Linked DNA regions of Gossypium hirsutum: region 2 is linked to region 1. The links are chromatin contacts, called in public Hi-C maps. All regions are on one chromosome and are shown on one strand. Each heading gives the region's core, a stretch centred on a gene start, on an enhancer-like site or on the middle of the called end of the contact. The rest is flanking DNA. Distances are from core to core; before and after follow the strand shown.

What was found. A called contact is a pair of places that touch in the nucleus more often than the background predicts.
Region 2: a Hi-C map of leaf shows a contact between it and region 1, with 2.5 times the contacts expected there. The contact joins the promoter of LOC107893896 here to the promoter of LOC107939857 in region 1. A contact is called at or near these places in 3 of 34 Hi-C or Micro-C datasets (callus and leaf).

Annotation. Positions count from the first base shown.
Region 1 is chrA13:38,966,739-38,969,500 of Gossypium_hirsutum_v2.1, reverse strand. LOC107939857 (protein MODIFIER OF SNC1 11) reads left to right here and starts at 1,476. Exons shown (of 6, transcript XM_041084672.1): 1 at 1,476-1,985. The coding sequence starts at 1,648.
Region 2 is chrA13:39,504,271-39,507,088 of Gossypium_hirsutum_v2.1, reverse strand. LOC107893896 (protein IQ-DOMAIN 1) reads left to right here and starts at 1,301. Exons shown (of 6, transcript XM_016819037.2): 1 at 1,301-1,631; 2 at 2,007-2,176; 3 at 2,272-2,592. The coding sequence starts at 2,102.

The sequences.
Region 1 (2,762 bases), core at 227-2,726:
TATAAGTTGGGCCTCGTTGAACCGGTGTTGCGACATCACAGGACTGATGTTGCGACATTGAACATTGATTGCACCCCTTTTTTGCTTCAAAATTGGTTGTTGTGACATTAGACTTTGAATATAATTTCTTTAGGTTTGAAGTTGGATGTCACGACAGTGATAGTTGGTTGTTGCAATATTAATGCCTTGAAGCTCCTTTTTGCTTCGAAGTTGGATGTCACGAAATCCATATTTGGTGTTGTGACATTTTAGGGATTAACTCTTCAGCCTAAGACGATGTCCTACACACTCAATCAACACATCAATCTTCCCTTAGGCCCAAACTGGCCTAATAGGTCATAAAACCACACTGAAAGATCATTTTATTCAATTAAAACTAAAAATTAAATAATTCTAAAATAAACATTAAATACGTAAAACTACTTGAATACAAGCTCCTTGAGTCATGAAAAGAGCTTAACTTGCCATTGTAAATTGAGACAGATCAATTATATGGGGTTCAAACTCGAATCAAAACTCAATTGGATGTCTTAGGACATGTTATCCCTTTGATTTTTTTTTTTTAAATTTTTTTCGATGATAGAATGTCGAGACATTGGGGTTCATATCTCTAGACTTGGCATCTTATGTCTCTAGATAGGTCTCGAGACATATCTATCATGTTTCAAACCTTTAACTTCGATGTTTATGTCTTGAAACAAAGGAGTTCTTGTCTTGAGACTTGAAACTAAGCAAACCTATTTTAGTAAACCTTCAACTCGCTTGCAGGTGTATCCAATAATTTTGTAGATTATAATCCTCTTAATGTATGTTTAAAAATCTAAAGAAACAATTAAAAAAAATTTAACACCATTATAACTCTCTCAATAAATTATTTTAATTATTTAGTTGTTAAAATATGCTATTAGTTCATGTACTTATTTAAAATTTGAGATTTAGTTCCTATACTTTAAATGTTAAAAATTTAATTATTCTACTTTTTCAATTTAAAAATTCTAGTTTAATCATTATTGTTGTTTTTAATTTTTGTCAAAATTTGTAAATTTAACATATTTATTTTTAGCCAATCATATGTGACGTTATATGAGAACAATTTAATTAACATATCAATTTGATAAATTTTGATAAAAAGTACAAATAATATTAATATTTAGATTGAAATCTTAAAATCAAATAAATAAGAAGACTTCTTTTTTTAATTTTTTTAAGTACAATGACTAAATTTTAAGAATATTTTAATCAGTGTTGTTTGAACAGGACTCGATTAGTCCATTGGATTGGAAGTAACCGAATGATCAATATAGAGAGAAATTTTGAAATGATTAAATCAAAAACCATTACAAACCAGTTAAACCAGCTAGAACTCGATTCAACTGAATATTTTTAAATTTTTAATTAATTTTATCCTTAATTAACTTCTAACTCAAAATAAAAAGTACGTTAATTGAGAGTCGGTCTTAGCAGGCCATCCGGCCCAACAACAGCGAATGAAGAAAGGCGAAACGAAAAACCTTCTTGCCTTTATTGTTTAATCCTTAGCCTTTTTCCTTAATCCTTAACCAGCGAGTAAGAGAAGACAGTGACCCTCACCGCTCACTCTCTTAGGTCTCGGCTCCTCCTCTTCACGCAACTCTACCTACCATTCCCATGGCAACCACCACCGATAAACCCCTCGCTACCGCAAGGAACTCCGCGGCTCCATCCTCCGTCGCCAATTCATCCGCAGAACCGATCTCTAAGAAGACCGCCGAGCCCGCTCTGCCTTCCACCGATAAGTTAGATCCTCCTAGCTCTGATATTTCTGCTTCTGAAGTACCTCTTAAGGAGAGCAAGGGTTGGAAGACTGGCCGGACTGCTGGGGGCTCCGCCTCTGGGGGTGGCAGCGCTCCGGTTAACGACATCCAGAAGAAGATTCGCCGAGCTGAGCGGTTCGGCGTACCGGTCCAGTTGTCTGAGCAAGAGAAGCGTAATTCTAGGGCTGAGAGGTAACTACTTTAATCTCCCCGGGTTTATCGGGAATTCAGGGTTTTTCTTTTTGGTTTTGTACCTAGTCGATCAGAACTTCTAACGATAAGAGAAGAATTTGATTTTTTATTTTGATTGATTTCTGGAAATGTCTATTCGGATAAATTTCTTGAAATGCCATTCGATTCTTGGATCTTGAGGTGCTTAGAACCATTCATTATTGCTATTGAATTCGTTCCTCTAGTTTTTCCTTTTGTCTTGCTCTTCATGTTGGAGCTTATCGTATTTTGGATTTTATTAATTTATCCGTTGATTCTCTAGAGGTGAGTATAACCCTATCAGATCAGAGTCTTACCTAGTTACTAAGCTTGCTTGCATGTTCGCCTGGGACAACTTGGCAATTTAAGGCAAATCCTAACTTAGTTCTATATAATTAGAGAGAAACTATATGGCTTCTTAAAACAGTGTTACAAGGATTGGAGATCGGTCTGATATCAAAACGAAAATTGAAAGGTAACTTGCTACTTTTGTGAAACCTAATTCGATAGGGTAGTCTTATCCAGCTAAGTTTAGTAAGAACAAAATACTATGAATTGGAATATAAGAAGTATTTTGGAACTTTTGTGTGTGTGTGTGTGTGTGTGGTTTTTAATATAAATACATAATTCTAATTAAATGAATAGATAAATTTTGAAGTTCCTGAATGATTTGTTTTACGTTATAATTTTGGAGTGAACAATTTATTAAGGGACTTTAATCTTACTGAATTGGGTTGCTAGTGTTCCTTGATGGGAACG
Region 2 (2,818 bases), core at 52-2,551, 540 kb before region 1:
ATGTTATGTTTTAGGGTAGGTTTGAATGGGCGATTGGTGCGGTGCATTTAGCTTACTTTTTGTCTCATGTTACAGTATCGTTATTGTATCTAATCTCACTGCTACCGTTTTTTATACTAACCGCAAGTAAACGTGCTGCCTATTCAAACCCACCCTTAGTCACTTACATTATCGATTTGTAATATTTTAGTCATTGAACTGTTAATTATCGTTAATGGTGTAACGATAAGCTGATATGACATATTAAATAATCATTTCAAATAAAAATTTTAGGTTAAATTATTCAATTGGTCCCTATATTTTTTCGTTTTGAGCAATTTAATTTTTTCTTTTATGTTCTTTTCACTTTTTTTTTTGTTTTTCCATTCTTTTTTACTTCCCCTTCTGTTTTTCTCCCTTTTCCATTTCATTTAACATATTTTTTTGTATGCTTTCCATTTCTTTTAATATAACTTTTTTATGTTTCCGAAATAAGAAAAGGCAAAAGTTGAAACCAAAATAAAACTTGCCTCACAGATTCTCACCCCACTATTACATACCATCATCATCCACTACCACCTTGATGAACCAATTTGAATTTCTCAATGACCTAGTCTGCAAGCTTGTCTCACTCGAAGACCTAACTAGTTGTGACTTATGGCAGTCCATCCTAAAAAAAGCTTCCCAAGCCCATTCCTTCAACCTCCAAACCAACCCCTACGGCCACCTTATCTACCTTTCTTATAATATTCTCGCCTCTCGAAACTACGTTGTCAATGACTAAAACAACCACCATACGAAACTTACCCTCAATTTTATCCAAACCAGTTTGGTTCCATGCTCCCTTTCTCTCTTCGGTTCATCCATGTTCGGCTTCTAATCAAACTTGCTTGGGAATATCCAAGAAGGTTTAAATAAATTTATTGCTTGCTTAATTTTATTTTTTAGAAAATAAAAGAAAAGAAAAAAAGAGTTTTGAATATAAAGAATTCAATTTATGTTTATATTTGATTAAAGATATGATTTTTTTATATTGATTAGTTATATCTAATTTTAGTTTAAAATTTAAGTTATATTTAAATCAAGATTTAATTAAAAATAATTGGTATTCGGTTAAAATAACAGGCCACCTCATCTGGCCGTCAGTGAATATTTACTCTATGAATAGATCCGGTCACATTGTATTGATTTGGTAAGGTTAAAAAAAAAAAATTACAGTCCAACGCTCTTGGAAGTTTTAAGGTCGAGTTTTCAGTTTTCACTGTTACACTGAACTGGCATGCCATTATTATAACTTGAAAACGATAGAGAAAAACATTGTTTATCTTTTTAACTGTTTTAGTTACCAAAAGTTTTCGGGGGGGGGGGGCCGGGGGGGCAAAAGAAAACATAGGTAGATGAGTAGGTTTTATTTTCCAACCAATCAAGCACTGGGCAAAGAAGTGGGTCACACTACCAAAACAGCTGTTTCATATTCTCCAAAAGCTTCATTCTCAAGATCTATTTATCTTTTTCTTCCTCTCTATACTACATTATGCAACTAAAGAAACTGTGACCCTTTCAAGTTTTTATCTTCTTTTTTTTTTCTTTTTTGTATTTTGGAAAGATGACCCTTCGAGTTCTTTGAGATCTGGGCATTATTATAATCTCAGGTAGTTTTTGCTACTTTTGGTTTCTCTATTTTTTTCATGGACCCCAATTCAAAGATGCATTTTTTTTGGCTTTTTTTGTTTGAATTCTCTGTGGCATTGTAATGTTAACTGTCTTTCAAAATCTGGGTTGTTTCCCAATTTGTTATGTTAAGTTAAAAACTTGTTTAGATTTTAACGGAGAAATCATGGGATTTTTCTCTTTTTGACTTCAATTTCATTTTCCTTCCTAATTTGCAGTGTTTAATTTTTGATTTTTGCCTTTATGCTTTATGGTAGATCTGCTATTACCATTTATTAGCTATTTGCAATTTTGCTTCTGTGAATATTGATTGGAGAATGAGAATTTTCATTTCTAAAAAAAGTACTATTTTACAGTGAGAAACCGTTGACCATTTTTTACCTATTCCAGATGCAATCAGAAGAGGCTATTCTTTTTTCCATTTAAAAAATTACATTTAGGATAAGATAAGATGGGGAAGAAAGGAAAATGGTTGTCTTCACTAAAGAAAGCCTTCACCCCAGAATCCAAGGAAAAGAAAACCCAGGTCTGAAAGAAGTCCAATTCAGCTATAAATTACCCACAGTTTATTAGTCTTCAATGAGTGTTTTTAATTTTCTTTATTGCTATGTTTTTTTTCAGAAATCCAAAGAAAAGGTTTTGGTAAAGCAAGTGGATTGGGGTTCCAATGATTCTGATGCAGCCACTTTAGAAACTCTCAAGTTGTCCCCTCCTCCCCAGCCACAAGAGGCGAAATTAATCGAAGCCGAGGTTGAACCGAGCGAGCAAACTTACCCTGTGGAAGTTGCCATTGCTGCTGCTGCTGCTGTGGCTTTGGCCGCTCCAGCTGAGGCAGTTGCGGATGTCGTTCGTCGTCAATCCAACACAGGTCCACGGTTTGCTGGAAAATCTAATGAAGAAGTGGCAGCCATCAAAATTCAAACCGCTTTCCGAGTTTACCTTGTATGTGTTGCAACTTCTTATTAGGATACAATGATACATTCCAAAAACACCCTTATGAAACTTTTTCTTGATAATGGCTTGAGTTTATTGTGGATTATTTATACAAGAAGGGGAATGTATGAGTTCTTATCAATTACACTGTTGAAGAGACTTTTTTTAAAGGGACTCAGGTCAAGTTAGGTGATAATTTCATGTTTGAAACCCACACCCCAACTACCTCTCTTGA